Linked DNA regions of Mus musculus: all the other regions are linked to region 1. Evidence: chromatin contacts called from public Hi-C data. All regions are on one chromosome and are shown on one strand. Each heading gives the region's core, a stretch centred on a gene start, on an enhancer-like site or on the middle of the called end of the contact. The rest is flanking DNA. Distances are from core to core; before and after follow the strand shown. Region 1 holds the start of Armt1 (acidic residue methyltransferase 1). Region 2 overlaps Ccdc170 (coiled-coil domain containing 170). Region 3 overlaps Akap12 (A kinase (PRKA) anchor protein (gravin) 12).

Region 1 (5,006 bases), core at 684-3,183:
TAAGATTCATCTGGAAGGAAGGGAGGAAGGGAGGAAGGGAGGAAGGGAGGAAGGGAGGAAGGGAGGAAGGGAGGAAGGGAGGAAGGGAGGAAGGGAGGAAGGGGGAAGGGAGGAGAGAGGGAGGGAGGAAGAGAGGGAGGGAGGGAGGGAGGGAGGGAGGGAGGGCTGGATGAAGGATGGGAGGGAAGAAGGCAGAAGACCCGAGACAATGTGGAACTCTACTGTCATGACCACTGCACAAACTGTAGTACTGGGTTCTGCCCCAGAACTTGACTGAATCATTTTCTTTTCCATCTACTCAATTTCTTTTTCTAAATCAGAAACGACTTCAGCAATGTGGTTAAGTTCAAAAAAGGACAGGTCTTGCAATTCAACAGGCTCTGGTCCTAGGTCACTGGCTTAGAAAGATGAAATGAAAATCTCAAAGTGGTTTTGATTTGCATTTCCCTGGGTAGGGTATGTGCAGGTGACTGCTGGGGCCAGAGGCTCTGGATCCCCTAGAGCTAGAGTTACAGGGCAGGGTAGGCCACACCTAAGCACCTAGGAACTATTCCAGGGGCTGGAGACAGGCCTCAGCAGGGAAGGGCACCTGCTACCAAGTACAACCTCCTGAGTTCGATCCCTGGAACCCACATGGTAGAAGGACAAAGGGGACTCCCTACACAAGTCGTCCTCTGACGTCCATTCCTGGGTAATGTCACAGGTGAGTGCCACACTCCCCCAACACATAAAAACTAATTAAATCATTTGAAAATAAAGTATTTGAAATATGAATTTGGAGCCTAGTGGTGTCTCCCTCTATAATGACACAGAGTATAATGGCAGGAGTATTGGGAGTCCCAGGTCATCCTTCACTACATAATTCAATAGCTCCGTGTCAAAAGAAAACCAACCATCCAGCCAGACAAGAAGATTGGCTACTTAGCCAATGCTTATTTCTGCTCTTACTTATAACTTTGCTCTCAGCGTTGTAGCATATTGTAATTCCCCCTTTGTCCACAGGTTTGCCTTCCCAGGGGCACTCAACCAGTTTAAAAACATTGCAAGTGGAAAATTCCAGCAGTCAACGATCTGTAAGTTTTAAATAATTTTAATTAAATTTAAAGTAAACTAACGTCCCACTAATTGTTCCATTTTGCTATTAGCTGTTTTGGTGAATCGATTGTGCCTAACAAATTTCATGAGAAGTGTGTATAGGGGGGAAAACTCTAAAGATGAAAATTGCAAGAACTACTTCTAATGATGTTTATTTTGGGGGCCAGTGAGATGGCTCAGTGGGTAAAGGCACATGATAAATCTGCTGCCCGCGACCGAGTTCTCGTTGAACTCCTGAGAGGTGAAGGAACAAAATCGGCTCCAGAGCTGTCCTCTGACCTCTAACGCGAATAATGGCATGTGCGCGCACACGCAAAATTAGGACGTTTTTAAATATAGAGTTATTAGTTTGACCCATACCATTAATACACACCGCAGTAGGTATGAGTCCTAATTGTTGGCCCCCGCAGCGCCTTTCCTTCTCACTTGTTAGAGACAAGCTTTTTCCTAATGTATCCCACAGTGAGCTCGAACTCACTACGAGCTCAAGCTGGCTTTAACTCGCAGCAATACTCCTGCCCCAGCGTCTCAATTCGGGACAGAAAGGAAGAAGGTACACAGCGGAACTAGCTAGGTCCTGACGCCGGCCAGCACAGCGAGCCGGCTCTCTCCCACCGAGGTGGGACTCGAACTCTCAGCTTGAGGATCCGGCGCTCCCGACCGCCCACAGCTTCCTCACCCAACATGGGTTTTTTCTCCCAAGAGCGCAAGAAAAAAAAAGCGAGACGCACCCCTCGTCCTTAGCGGAAAGAAACGCCGGGGACTCGGCCATCACACCGGCACCACAAGCCACTCAACTGGCGTCGCCCGGGGTTCAACGGCCGCGGTTCCAGAAAGGAAGCGTTGGAGCTTTTTTTTTTTTTTTTTTTTTTTTTAAGCGCTTTTGAACTCAGAAACTTTATTTGGTGGTCTGGCCAGGGTCAGAACATGGGGCGCAAGGGCCTTCCGGCTACGCGAGCGGAAGCCCTGGAGGACCGGAGGCGGTAGCCCGCCGAGCGGAAGGGGGGGGGGGGGGCGCGGAGCGGTCACGTGTTCGGACGGTCACGTGTCCCAGCTTGCCGGCCTGGGGCTTGCAGTGCGCCTGCGCCGCAGCGGGGCGGGGCGGGGTGTGTTTCCGCAGAGGTTCCTGCGGCGGGAGCGTGCGCGTGGGCGTCGCGGTCGTCCTCTCCGCGCACAGGTCAGTGCTTCGCGCTTCCCCAGCCGGAGAAGCTGGTGAGGAGGTGTGGGCTTCGGCCAGGGCCTGGGAATTTAGCCGGGAATCCGAAGCACCTCAAGCCAAACACTCCCGACCCCGCCGAGTTGGAAGCAGGGCATAGTAGTAGCTGCCAAGGTGCATGAAATCACCTTGAACTTAGGAACTGGAAGAAGTGCTCCCAAAGGTCAGCCCCACTTACCCGCTGAATCTAACCTGGATGCAGCCGCTTTTTTCATTGATGGTATTCTGCATCTCATGTACAATATATTTTGGTTATGTCCACCACCACCCCCAGCCCTGCCGTCAAACGCCTAGGCCTACCCATGTCCCACTCCCAACTTAAAACACTAAGTGCAATTAGTGCTATCCTTAGGCACATGGACATATTATGCTTAAGGATAATGCTCAAAAACTGCAGCTCCCTTGTGTTTCATTTTAAAAATTTACTTGACGCCTCTGTGCCCAAGGACACTACTGTCACTGAGCATAGGGGGACAAACACAGAAACCTGCTTTTGAAGAGAGGCAAAAATCTCCTTTATTGCTTTCTGATATCACTGTCGCTAACTAATATATATTATCCCTTATTTGCTCATTTCCAGAGCTAGCATACTGCACACGGTAAGGAGTAGTCATTGCATGAATTAAAAAGCTAAAAATACAAGGTATGTAAGTGGTGCTAAATATGAGGACAAAGTAAAAAATAGCAAGAGAATGGATGAGTGTTGGTTATAAGTATTAATCCTGTCACTCCAGAGGCAGAGGCCAGCCTGGTGTACAAAGCAAGTTCCAGGCCAGTCAAAGAGAGAAATTATAGGTTATCCAGAGAAATCCAGTCTTGAAAATCCAAAGTGGATGTGATGGATGTGTGTTGGTTATATGTATTATACCAAGTCACTGAGGGAGTCAAGTCCTTAGGAGGAGAGCTTGTGGACAGGTGAGTGGAAAGGCCCAGAGGGCCTGGAACAAAGGCATTCTATAGGGAATGCTGCAGTGTTGCAGAAGGCTCAGAAGGGCGTTTTAGGGGCATTGGCTTTTATTGTAAATGTAAAGCCATCATCAAATTTGACTCTGGGAAAGGATAGGATTCTAGTTAAGGTCTCAGAATTTTTGCTGTAGTCCATTGTGAATGACCTGTAGGAGGCTGTAAACAGTGGCAGGGAGCCAGTGTGCCAGTTGCCTTTCATGTGACAAGCTGCCTGAGGAGAAGCAGCTGAAGGGAGGAAGGGTTTGCTGCTCATCTAGAGTCCTGCATGGCAGATTAGGCATGGAGGCGGGAGCAGGCAGGGGCCATGCATTGCTCCACTAGAAAGTCCAGTGGTGAAAGCCGGCAACCCATCCCCATGGTATAGTCCTATCCATATTTCAGGGGGTCTTCCCTCCTGTTAACCTATCCCAGAAAGTCTGTCACAGACATAGCGGTGAGTCTCCATGGTGGTTCTGAGGCTAGTCAGATAAAGGTGAACCATCATAAACAGGTAAATGGCTATTATAATCATCATGGGAAAAACCAGAAACTCGGGACAGGTGGCAAAAGTGTTTGCGGTGGGTACTGGTCAGAAAAGGCCAGTGGATTTACTGACAGACGAGTAATAGGGACTGAAGAGAAAAGCAGAAGCAACTTCCGGGTTTAGGGCTTAGGCAAATGTGAGCATGTGACTGGCACTTGAATAGGGAAGGCTGTGGTTTGTGGAAGCCTTCAGATGCCCAGTTTTGAGCTTGTTACATTGTTGGTGCTCAGAGGGATTTAGAGATAAATATGTGCTACTCATCCTGATGACGTATGAAACACGGGGTCGGGTAAAGTCACCGGGAGACTGATTGGGAAGAGAAGTGGCCCAGAGTCTGAGTCCTGATGTATCACATTCTTGAATAGATGAGGAACCAGCAAAAAAAGACCGAAGGAAAATGGCCAATGTGGTATTCTAGAAGCCAAATAAAAAGCTGCTTCAGGGAGTGGGCAGTGAGTTGATGGGCATCCAGTGCCCTCTTCTGACCTCGGTAGCACCAGGCATTCTTGTAACGCACAGATACATACAGACAAACACATATGCCGGTTAAATAATAACAGTTTTAAAGAGGGTGGATTGATCGCCGGGTACAGGAGCAGTGAGTGCAGGCTGATGGTGGCGGAGGAGTCATTTTGTAGAACTTTCTGTTTTGTTAGTGGAGGAGGAATTGAGGTCATTATTGAGAGTGAGAAACTAGGAGGCGGCCTGAAAGTGTGAGGGGTTGGGCAGTAGACTTTGCTGAAGATATGGTCCTGAGCAGTGTAGACGACCCAGTGTGGCCCTGGCTGGAGAGGGAGCTAGGAGGAGGTTAGTTGGCTGTCTCCAGTGAGCTGCAAGAGTGTAGGCACAAATTAAATCAGGTGAACCCTGTTCAGTTACGACTGAGGTTATGCCCCGTGGAGTACGGAAGGATGCAGGGGTTCACAGTGAGTGGGAGGGTTATAGTAGACGCGGAACATTAGCTGGGTGTGAAGGACGTGGACACTGGGGAGGAAAGACTGGAAATTGTAGGTCCTGCTGAGGGGGACAACTGTTGTTGACTTTGGGTAGTAGAAGGAATGGACGGGGAAGATAGGCAGAGTCTGGAGAGTAATGGCTAAAATCAGGAATGTGGGAGGAGACCGGGAGATTGTAGCTTTGTAGATGCTGCACTGACAGAAAAAACTGGGTAAATTTTACATTAATATCCTTTAGGCACTTCTGACA
Region 2 (5,006 bases), core at 759-3,258, 81 kb before region 1:
GACTAAACCTCTGAACCTGTAAGCCAGACCCAACTAAATGCTATCCTTTAAAAGAGTCGTCTTGGTCATGGGGCCTTTTCACAGCAGTAAAACCCTAACTAAGACAGACAGCCTGTCTTAAAGTCAAGCGAACAAACAAAAAGTTTTTCTATAGATGGAAGAGGACAGGAGCTGGGGGTATTGGTTCATCTTTTAAGATGGAATAAATAAAAATAATATGAACTACTTCACTAGTAGTGATATTTAAAACTGGTCATGGAACAGCATGAGAGTCATTCTAACACTCAAGAGGTGGAGGCAGAACAATCTCCATGAGTTCTCTGTAGAAAATGCCGTGAAAGCCTAAGGAGGACTGTTCAAAGTAGTCTTGCTTCCTTGAATTTTTTAGCTAGCCTCTAAATACACTCTTTCTGTGGGCTTCTCTATTGCTCTAGAGTTAAATGTCTATTTAGGGAAAAGCTCACAATTAAACCTGCAAAAAGCTTTTGGTTTTTTTGTTGTTGTTGTTGTTGTTGTTGTTCTTTTTGTTTGTTTGGTTGGTTGGTTGGTTTTGTTTTGGTTTTTTGAGACAGGGTTTCTCTGTGTAGCCCTGGCTGTCCTGAAACTCACTCTGTAGACCAGGCTGGCCTCGAACTCAGAAATCCACCTGCCTCTGCCTCCCAAGTGCTGGGATTAAAGGCGTGTGTCATCACCCACCGTCAAGGTTCTACGCTTGCAAAAGACAACACTGTGTTTGATGAAATACTTAATAACACTTGAACTTGAGCAAAGTTTGTAAGACTACAAAGATATTTGAGGGCTATAATTGTTTTTTCAGCTTGAGTTTAAAGGGAAAGTCATATAAAACATTCAAAGATCACTCAAGATGTAGGCTGAGCTCTGAAGCTAGGATAGCCACTAACAAACTGGGGGATGTTTCCAAATTTCTTACTGTAATTTCTCATCCAGTTCTAGAACTTTCTTCATTAGTTCCTGGTTCTCCTTCATCATGGCGTGAACAGAGGCCTCTGCTCTGCTTTTAGAAGCTGAAACCGCTGCTGATTCCTCCTGGAGCTCCTCCATCCTGCCCCTCAGAGACGTGAGGAGAGCTGACTTTCTGGCACTGCTTTCTTTATAGCTCTCCATTTCCACCTTCAGCTCCTGACAGCAAGCTTCTTTAGAAAGCATCTTGGAGCGGAGTTCTCGAAGCTAAAGTGCAGAGAGGTTGGGGTGGGCGAGAACAAAGGGATTTAACAATGTGTATGCTGTTGGAAGGGCCTACAAAAGAGTCAATACTGTAATTTAAAATTTCTCCATTTTATTCCTGACCTCGTCCAATTTCATTTTCTCTTTCTTGGATTTGGATCTGCATTATCAAATTGAAAAGAGTAATTATTGTATATAATGTGTGTGAGAATTTGAATTCAATGTCGAGTACACAGACCAAAAAATAAAATAAAAATGAGCAGCATCTTAAGTTGATTTCATGCCACTCGGGAAACATTTCTGGTGGGTATTACAAAAAGCAATAAAATATTTTACAATGGGAACCAATTTACTCTATCAGCCTTGCTGCATTTAGTACTGATTTACAGTGACTTGGGGACTCTCCAAGCCACAGTGATTGTGATTCCATGGCCACAACTGTTTCTCTAGCAAATCCAGATGTTCAGGATATCATGGTATCTCTCCCATCGGCCTTCTAGACCATAATTATAGTTGGTAAAGAAAAAAATGATATTCAGATTCCTGGGGGAAATATGGTGGCAAAGGGAAATTATGCAAGCGGAAGGTCTGGACTTCTGTGGCTTCAGTAGCATCAAAATGCTGGAGGGTGTTTGCATTCGAGAATGCTGGGTCTCCGCTGTGGGACCATCTTCGCTCATGTGTGGTTCTTTGGAACTGGGAGTGTGCATGCTCACAGAGTTGCACATGTTTCCAGTTCGCCAACTGCTAGTTACCTCGCAGACCAGGCTAGACCCCTCACAGCCTCTGCCCTGAGAGCAGAAAGAATCCAGAGGGGCTCAGAAACTACACCACACTACTCGAGCTTGGAATTCGCCTGCCTGATCAGAACTCCCACACAAAAAGGATTCAGAAATCCTTCTTACCAGCTCTGGGAGACAAGCAATGCACATGAAAGGAAGACGTCCCCCAAGGCCCGTATGACTTTAACACAAAGTTCTCAGGTCTCCCCGGGTTATACAGACTTTCTCTAGATTCTAAGAGTCGGAGGGGCTAAGCATACAAAGAGTAAGTATAAACGTTGTCAATGGATTGAAATCCCATTCTTATTTCCTGTTTTTAACCTTCAACATCCTGTTTCACTCTATAAAAAGCTACAGAGATGCACTTCTGAGTGGTGACTGTGAACAGCGTCTCACCTCGGACTGAGCACATTCAAATTTGACCAGCATTGCTGCAAGCTCACTTTGAACATTTTCAGTCACATTCCGGTAGTGGTTCAGCTGTTCCCAGGTATCAGGGACTTCTGGGCGATGACTGGCAGTTCCCTGATAGAGTTTCCCCAAAAGACAAAGCATTAAAAGTATTAAACAGTCTGTCATCTGAGGCTGCACAAAGATATCTCGGCTGGAAGTTTCCTTTGTATTCCAAATGCACAGAAAGCATGACCAAGAATGTGTACTGTGTTCAGATCTTTTCAGTCTCGCTCTCAAAAGTTCAAAGGGAAACAGGAGACAGTCCAAGAAATGGTGCACACGCACACACACATACATGCACACTCATACATATACCTGAACATTCACATACTAACACACACACATACACACACATGCACACACACTCATACACACATATACTCATACATTCACACTCATAAACACACATATATATACTCACACATACTCACACATATAAACACACACTGAACACACATATACTCACTCATACACACAGAGAGACATACACTCTTACACTCATGCATGCACACTCACATACTCACACATACTCATACACGCATATATATACACACACACATACACATGCACACACACTTACACACACATACACTCACACACTCATATACACTCATACACATACACTTACACATAATATTATATGAAAAAAATAAGATGGCTTACCTAGGCTCAGTAGTAAAAGCACATGAGTAATACCCTGGGTTAGACCTCCCATAGAAGAAAGTAAAGGAAGGAAGAAGGAAGGAAGGGAGGGAGGGAGGGAGGGAGGGATGGAGGAAGGAAGGAAGGAAGGAAGGAAGGAAGGAAGGAAGGAAGGAAGGAAGGAAGGAAAGAGCAAAAGAAAAGGGAGGAAAGTAGATAGCCAGGCCCAGTAGCACTTGGGAGTTGGAAACAAAAGGATCAGGAGTTCAAGATCAACATGGACCACCTAGCAATTTCATGGCCAGCCTGGGCTACATAAGACCCTATCTCAAAAGGCACAAAACAAAACAACCAAGAGAAAAAGGAGCAAGCAAGCGAGCGAGCTAGCAATTGAGTTTTGCTAGCTTAGAGGTTTTGCCAAGCTGGGAAGATGGCTCTGTGGACAAAGCACTTGCCGTGCAATTGTGAGGACTTGAGTTCCTTGGGACTCATATAAAACTCAGAAATCTGTCTGTCCCAGCAGTCATACAGTGAATACGAGCAGAGACAGAAGTCCCAGAAGCTTACAGGCCAGCAATGGACAACAAAGAGATCCTGTCTCACACAAGGTGGAAGGTGAGGACGGGCATCCCAGGTTGACCTTTGACCTTTGGAAGAGAACCATGGCATGTGCACAGGGGCACTCCCCATCAGTGAACACACACATGAGCACACACACACACACACACATTAAAATAATATCTTTAAGTTTCCTCCTACTTAACTCAAATGCTGTCTGAAGCAAATCCTGCCCAGAACAAAGAGTCAGAACGGGGTCGTTTAGAAGGTTCTTGCTAATGGCTGCAGAGCAAGTCTCACTGTTCTTCCAAATCTGGTGCTGATGGGCTGCTCTGTTTCTCCTCTAAGAGATCACATGACTTGACTGTAAAAGGGCCCCTCCTTCCTACTGATTCATTTTGCCATTTTTCTCAATATCTAAATCTTTCTCAGGTCACAAAAGGGATGTAAATTCGCAAGGGGAGAAACAGGATGGCAGACATTTGCAGGAAGGCCGGCCTGGCCTGGGCAACTCATCCCAGCTTCCCTTTTGTTTTTGTTCGTTTGTTTGTTTGTTTTTATATGTGTATGTTTGGCCAGCATGGAAGCCTGTGTATGCCTGACTCCTGAAAAGGCCAGAGAGGCTATTGGATTCCCTACAGCTGGAGTTGTAGATAGTTGAGAGCTGCCATGTGGGTACCAGTAACTTTCTCAGTTGCCTTTGTCCAGCATTTTGCAATATCAGTAAGAACAACTAAAATAGACATAGAGCTATACCCAGCTCTGTGAATTCCCCATGCCCTATGCTCTTTACAAAAGATGTACATGAAAAACCACTCTTTTTTTTTTTTTTTTTTTTTTTTTTTAAGGAATGTGAGAGAGGTCACAGAGAGGAGAATTTCATGGAATATCCCCTGGGCCTCAGAGGACTCCTCAGTAAAACCACTAATGACAGCCAGAGATGACTGGACTACCACCAACCACTCTTGCTTGGTATAATCATGACCCCCCGAAAGTCATCACACAACCCAGAACTGGACAACAAGCATTGCCATGACCTGTGTGTGGCAGTCCACAAGATGCCAAACAAAGCTCTGGGACACTCAGTGACAGCTAGTGTTGGCAGTCACAACACAGTCAAGCTGGCTAAGCACTCCAGGAAGAGAGAGCAGGAGAGGCTGAAGGGGAGCTCTTAGGGCAGGATCACACCCTGCCAACTTCCTCAGGGATTCAGAAGGGTCCCACTGATCCTCACCATCACAGCTGCACTTCCATCACGAGGCCTCGAGGGACAGAGTGCCCTCAGGACAGGTTTCAACCTTAGTGTACAGGACCACCAACTGAATAAAAATTGCATTAGAAAAAGAAGGTCCCCAGTGGCTAGGATTTCTTTCAGTCACAAAGCAC
Region 3 (5,006 bases), core at 1,574-4,073, 76 kb after region 1:
TTCCTGCCAGGAATGTTATTTCTCTGTTTGCTGCAGGTTACAGTTGAGGCTTGGGGCTTCTCAAAGCTTCGCTATGGCTGCACACCCATTATATACTGCATAATACAAAAGGCATGTGCTTAAACCTTAGAAAAAAAATATACAATAGGTACAGGAGGAGGACTACATAAAACATACATATAAATACATAAAGGAGGAGGCTCCAGTTTGAGAAGTGGGACTAGGTATTGCCGACATTGGTTCCAGGTGGAGAAAGCAGGACCTTAACTCTGAAATACATGGCACCAAGGGGCAAATCAAGGGCAGTCTTGAAAAGAGGAAATGTTAGCTGGCTCTAGCTCCCGATGCAGCCTCAGGATTGTCGGGGTGCTCTGCAGGGTTGAAATCATTGGACGGCTCTGCTCTCTGCACCTCAAGGGCTCTGAAATTTTGGTCTCAAGGTCCCAACAGCAGCATCTTGTTCCGTGACTTCACTTCACATTCTAGTTTTACAATGAGCAACTGGAGAAAGAAGAGAGAGAAGAGATAAAATTCCCCTTTCTTTCCTCATTGTATGGACAACAGGATAACTGCCCAAGAGCCACAGGAATGGGGAGCTCTGGGTATGGGGAGCTCCAGGCCCTAAATTAAAGTGTTAAAAGTTTTGGCTGAGCTGGGTGTGATGGTGCACACCTTTAATCTCAGTGGGGGAAGGAGAGAGGCGAGGCTAGCCTGGTCTGCATGGTGAGTTCCAGGACAGCCAGGACTACATAGTGAGACCTGGGCTCAAAACAACAACAGCAGCAGCAAAATTAAGCCATTATTTTCATTATATCAGCAAGACTTGGGATTCTGATGAGGTAAAAAAAAAAAAAAACAAACAAAAAAACCAAACCAAACAAAAAATTCAAATATCCACCCTAGATCCAACTGTAGTTGATAATTATTTCCAACTGAAGGTTGGTTCTGTATAAAATCAGTTATCTGTCTGTGTAATTGCATAGATGGGGCAGGGAAACGGGTGGAGGAGGACTAGCCATCCAGAAGGAAGTTTACCTACCTCACGTCTTAGGATTCTGTCAGGTCTCCCTTTGGCTCCTGTAGGTCGTCCTCTTCTGTCTGGGCCTTGTTCATTTCTTCTTTCAGGGCATCTCCTTCCTCGGTTAGCTTTGGTCCGTTGGTGTCTGGGGACTCTTTGGTTAGATTTCCAGAGGCATCCGCCTCTGCCTTGGCTAAGCTTTGGTGCTGGGGGCCGTCAGCAGCATGTTCCTTTTCATCTTTGCACTGAAGAGGCAGCTTCTCAACACTTTCTTTGACACTGGCACTTTCAACTGCAAGCGTGGTGATCATTTCTGAAGCCTTGCTCATGCCTTCAGAACTATCAGAAACCGCAAGTCCTTCCTGGGCTACGGCACTGAGTGTTCCATCTTGGGGGGAGACTTGAAGGTCGCTTTCATCTTTGTCCAGCATCTGTTGTGCTCCCTGGCTGTCAGCCTGCATCACAGGAACCTGATTCTGTAAATCAGAAGCGTGGGTTTCGGGGGCTGTTTCTGTACGTGCAAACTGGTCGACGGCTGTCTGGATGACACTCTGGACAATCTTATTGCTCTTACTCTCAAGTTCCAAGATCTCAGGTTCAGCCCTGAGGATTTTCTCTCTTGCTGCACTCTCCTTGCCGGCAGCATCAGGACCAGCATCTGGCTTGTTATCTTCATCTGATCTCTGTTTCTGGGATGCGCTCACTTCTCTTTGAAGGTCAGAATGTAGGATGCTTTCAGGAGCAGGAGTTACTATTATTGGGATGGACTCTGCCTGAGACTCAGGCCCCTGGGGCACGGTGTCCTCTCCATGCTGAAGAGTCCCGTAGCCACCGGTTTCGGAGAGCTTCTCAGCTGGTAATGATTGCGCACCTGCACACTCCAAACTTTCATCCATCTCTGAAGTTGCCACAGTTTCTTCGACCTTTTTCACAGCTTCGGTTGTTTGAGTGACTGGTGTGTCTGAGCTTTGAACTTGAACCTCTATGCAATCTGCTTTGTCTTGGTCTGGGAGAGAAGGGCTTCCTTCAAGGCTGCCCAGTGCCTTTCCCCTCTCTGAGTGAGGCATGTCAGCTGTCAGGACTGGCTTAGGGTGGGTTCCTTCATGCTCAGGAGCAGCTGTTTCCTGCTCATGTTCTTCACTGGCTTGCTCTGTCTTGGTCTCTGTTTCCTCCTTTTCAACGTCGGTTCCCATCTCTCTTTTCTCCGGGCTAATACTCTGTTCTTCATTACTCTCAGTTTCCTGACATCTGGCCACTTCCATTACTTCACTGTCACGTGTCAAGTCAGCAGTCTTTTGACTGTTGGGTCCAGTGTGCACAGGCACCTCCAGTTCTTTAACACACTGTCCGTCTTTGACTTTTTCTCCATCAAACTGGCCAGCCTCACCCTCTTGACCCACCTCAGCCTTTGCCAGAATAGGCACTGCCCCGGCAGCCAGCGCTTGTGTGGGTTCTAGAACATCCCTTCCTGGTTTTTCCCTGTGTTCTTCCTGGGCTGGAAAACTAGATGGTGTTGAAGGCCCCTCCGTCTGAGCAGCAGCTGCCTCCTCTTCAGTGACCTGTGACTGCTTGACGGCGGCAATGGCATTACTGTCCTGGCTGTCAACGGTCTCGTCTTGCTGTGTCCCGTTTGGAGTGTCTGAATCTGCGAGGGGAGTACTTCCATTTGTCTCACTGTCTGTCAAGGTTTCAGATGACTCAGGGGCCACAGCCTGTTCCATCAGCTGCTGGTGCTTGATAACCTGGCATGTGGTGGCACGGTCTACATCCTCTGTGACTTCAGGAACTTCAAGGCTCTCTGGGGTAGCCTGTACAGTCTCGGAGCCCTGTGCAAGATGCTCAGTTTCAGCTTCCTGCACGGGTCCTTCCGGCACAACATCCTTCTCTTTCTCGGTAGCCAGCACCTCGGAGTCCTCCTCTACCTCCTCCACCTTCTCCAGTGCTTTCGGCCCTGCTCTCTGCAGAGTCTGGGTTGCAGGCACCTGGGAGTCCTCTTTCACTTTGTCTGCAACGGCTTGGAGGACGGCCTGCGTCTGGCGCTCCTGTTCTTCCGTATCTAGCATGCCACCCTCTACCTCCTGAACTGGGGTGGCTTCCTCTGTGGTGTCCGGGGAGTCGGACAGCTGGGAAACTGCAGACACCATGTCTGTGGTCTCTTCTGCCCCTGATGCTTCGGTAAGTTCTTCAGCGCGGAGCGCCTCTGTGGTTTCTGCGGCTGTCACTGCTTCTGAGGTAAAATCCACTTCACTGGTGACTATGTCGTCATGGGCATCTTTGCCCCCTGGTAAAGTCTGGGCGAGTGCAGGAGTTGCTTCTGCAGTGATGTCTTTTTCAGTGACCTCTCCAACAGGCGGTGTGGCCACTCCCTCTGCGTGCTCAAGAGGTTCTGTCATGGAAGCAGATATCCACGAAGGGGACCGCTCTTCGGCACTGGTGACTGCCCTGGTCCCATCAATGACCGCGACACTCACGGTGTGAACCAGAGTCTTACTAAGCTCCTCAGACACATACACAGCCCCCTTCAGCTGGGGCAGCTCCACGTTCTCCTGAGCTCGCTGCGCTTCCAGCTTCTCTCTCTCTACCGCATCGTACTCAGACAGAGGCACAACAGCTGGGACGTCGGGGTCGTCCTCATTGATCTCTCCTGGCCCCGAGTCTTCAACGGCGGCCTGTTCTTGCTTCCCATCTGCCCTTTTCTTCCGCCGTCCAGGAATAAATTTCTTAATGGAAACCCAAGATTCCTCTCTACTTGGTTCGATCTCGGAGGCCAACTGCTCTGCACCGGAGTCTTCGGCTCTCTCTTCCAGTTTTGACTTGGATTTTTTTCGTGGAGTGACTAATCTCTTAAATGACTCCCAGGTGGAGACGCCCTCCCCTTCAGAAGGGCTTCCAGCTGGCTCGGGTGAGGAACTTCCGTGCGCTTGGTCTTGTTCCTGGGTGCTGGCAGGAAGAGCATCTGCTTCTTTGTCTTTGCTAGCCTCCTCCGCTCTGTGGCCATCCCCTCCCAGTGTTCTTGGCCCTCCTTCATCATCTGAAGAGGATGCCTTCCTCGCTCTCTTCTTGGACGATCCGACACAAATCAACGCCTCCCAAGACACTGAAGTATCCACCCTGCGCTTTGGCTCCTCTGACCTTTGCTCCTCGCCAACCGCTCTGACCTCATCCTGCATTCCAGACGCCGTGCTCTCCGTGGAGGACAAGGTGGCACTCTTGACCTTATCCAGCTCTTCTTCCTTGTCGCTCTCAGAAGGTCTTCGGACCCGTTTCTTGGGTGTCACCATCTTTTTGAAGGATGCCCAGGGGGTGATCCCTTCCCTTTTCTTCTCTCCGTCGGAAGTCGCTCCTTCCTCAGCTTCCGCTTCCTGGGGTGCTTCCGATGGCCCCTTCTCCAGACACGCGATCTCCTCGGGCTCTTCAGGGGAAGAGGCAGAGCTCTCTCCCTTCTGCTCGTCAGCACTCTCTGGGGACTCGGTTTGAATGTGTTGGTATTCTCCTGGCTCTTCATCTCCCCCGCCTCCTCCTCTCTTCCCCTTCTGCTTCTTCCCGGAGAGCTTCTTTAAGCCCGAACTGCTGAAGAGCTTCTTCAGGGGACTTCCCTGTACCTTGATTCTCTCCTGAGAGGACAGCATCTCCACCTCACTGACAATGCCTTCGGGGTGTTTGGGTAGCATCTTCTCTTCAGGACTTAGATCTGTCAGCTGAGTATGGTCACCCCCAGAGACGCATACTTCTTTGGTCTTCATCAGCTCCTCCACAGGCTCAGCTTCCTGGGGGACCTCCTGGGTCTCAGCCAGTTTCTCAGGGGGCAAGGATTCTCCCGATCCTTCCACCACCACATCCCCTTCCACCTCTGCTCCTCCTTGCCCTTTCGTCATCTTCTCCACGGTGCTCACGTGGACCTCTGCAACAACTTCTTGGTGGGCTTCCGTCTTCTCATCAAACACTTCCGTTGCCAAAGGAGCACACTTCTCCGACAATGCCTCCAGGT

The links. Hi-C and Micro-C count contacts between places; a contact is called where the count stands out from the background.
Region 2: a contact with region 1 is called in a Hi-C map of CD4 T cells, with 2.0 times the contacts expected there. The contact joins the enhancer-like site here to the promoter of Armt1 in region 1. A contact is called at or near these places in 1 of 39 promoter capture datasets (embryonic stem cells), 9 of 484 Hi-C or Micro-C datasets (CD4 T cells, the CH12 cell line, Th17 cells and 6 more), 2 of 115 datasets of contacts at active chromatin or transcription factors (both in embryonic stem cells) and 2 of 9 other capture datasets (adipose tissue and liver).
Region 3: a Hi-C map of double positive thymocytes shows a contact between it and region 1, with 5 times the contacts expected there. The contact joins the enhancer-like site here to the promoter of Armt1 in region 1. A contact is called at or near these places in 1 of 484 Hi-C or Micro-C datasets (double positive thymocytes), 1 of 115 datasets of contacts at active chromatin or transcription factors (the SCID.adh cell line) and 2 of 9 other capture datasets (adipose tissue and liver).

What each region holds. Positions count from the first base shown.
Region 1 is chr10:4,429,532-4,434,537 of GRCm38.p6, reverse strand. Armt1 (acidic residue methyltransferase 1) reads right to left here and starts at 1,933. Exons shown (of 5, transcript NM_024261.2): 1 at 1,827-1,933. The coding sequence starts at 1,867. It overlaps Rmnd1 (required for meiotic nuclear division 1 homolog), which reads left to right and starts at 2,150. Exons shown (of 13, transcript NM_025343.6): 1 at 2,150-2,272.
Region 2 is chr10:4,510,238-4,515,243 of GRCm38.p6, reverse strand. Ccdc170 (coiled-coil domain containing 170) reads right to left here. Exons shown (of 11, transcript NM_001370992.1): 2 at 2,364-2,492; 3 at 932-1,188. Among named protein-coding and RNA genes, the nearest start is that of Gm22739, 29 kb to the right of the region's middle. Within about 2 kb of position 2,008, at least 6 of the 459 cell types and tissues checked have an H3K27ac peak or open chromatin away from gene starts, as enhancers often do.
Region 3 is chr10:4,353,973-4,358,978 of GRCm38.p6, reverse strand. It overlaps Akap12 (A kinase (PRKA) anchor protein (gravin) 12), which reads right to left. Exons shown (of 4, transcript NM_031185.3): 3 at 1,040-5,006; 4 at 1-501. The coding sequence ends at 1,048. Among named protein-coding and RNA genes, the nearest start is that of Zbtb2, 32 kb to the left of the region's middle. Within about 2 kb of position 2,823, at least 52 of the 459 cell types and tissues checked have an H3K27ac peak or open chromatin away from gene starts, as enhancers often do. A contact at or near this core is called in the SCID.adh cell line and double positive thymocytes, where this site is marked.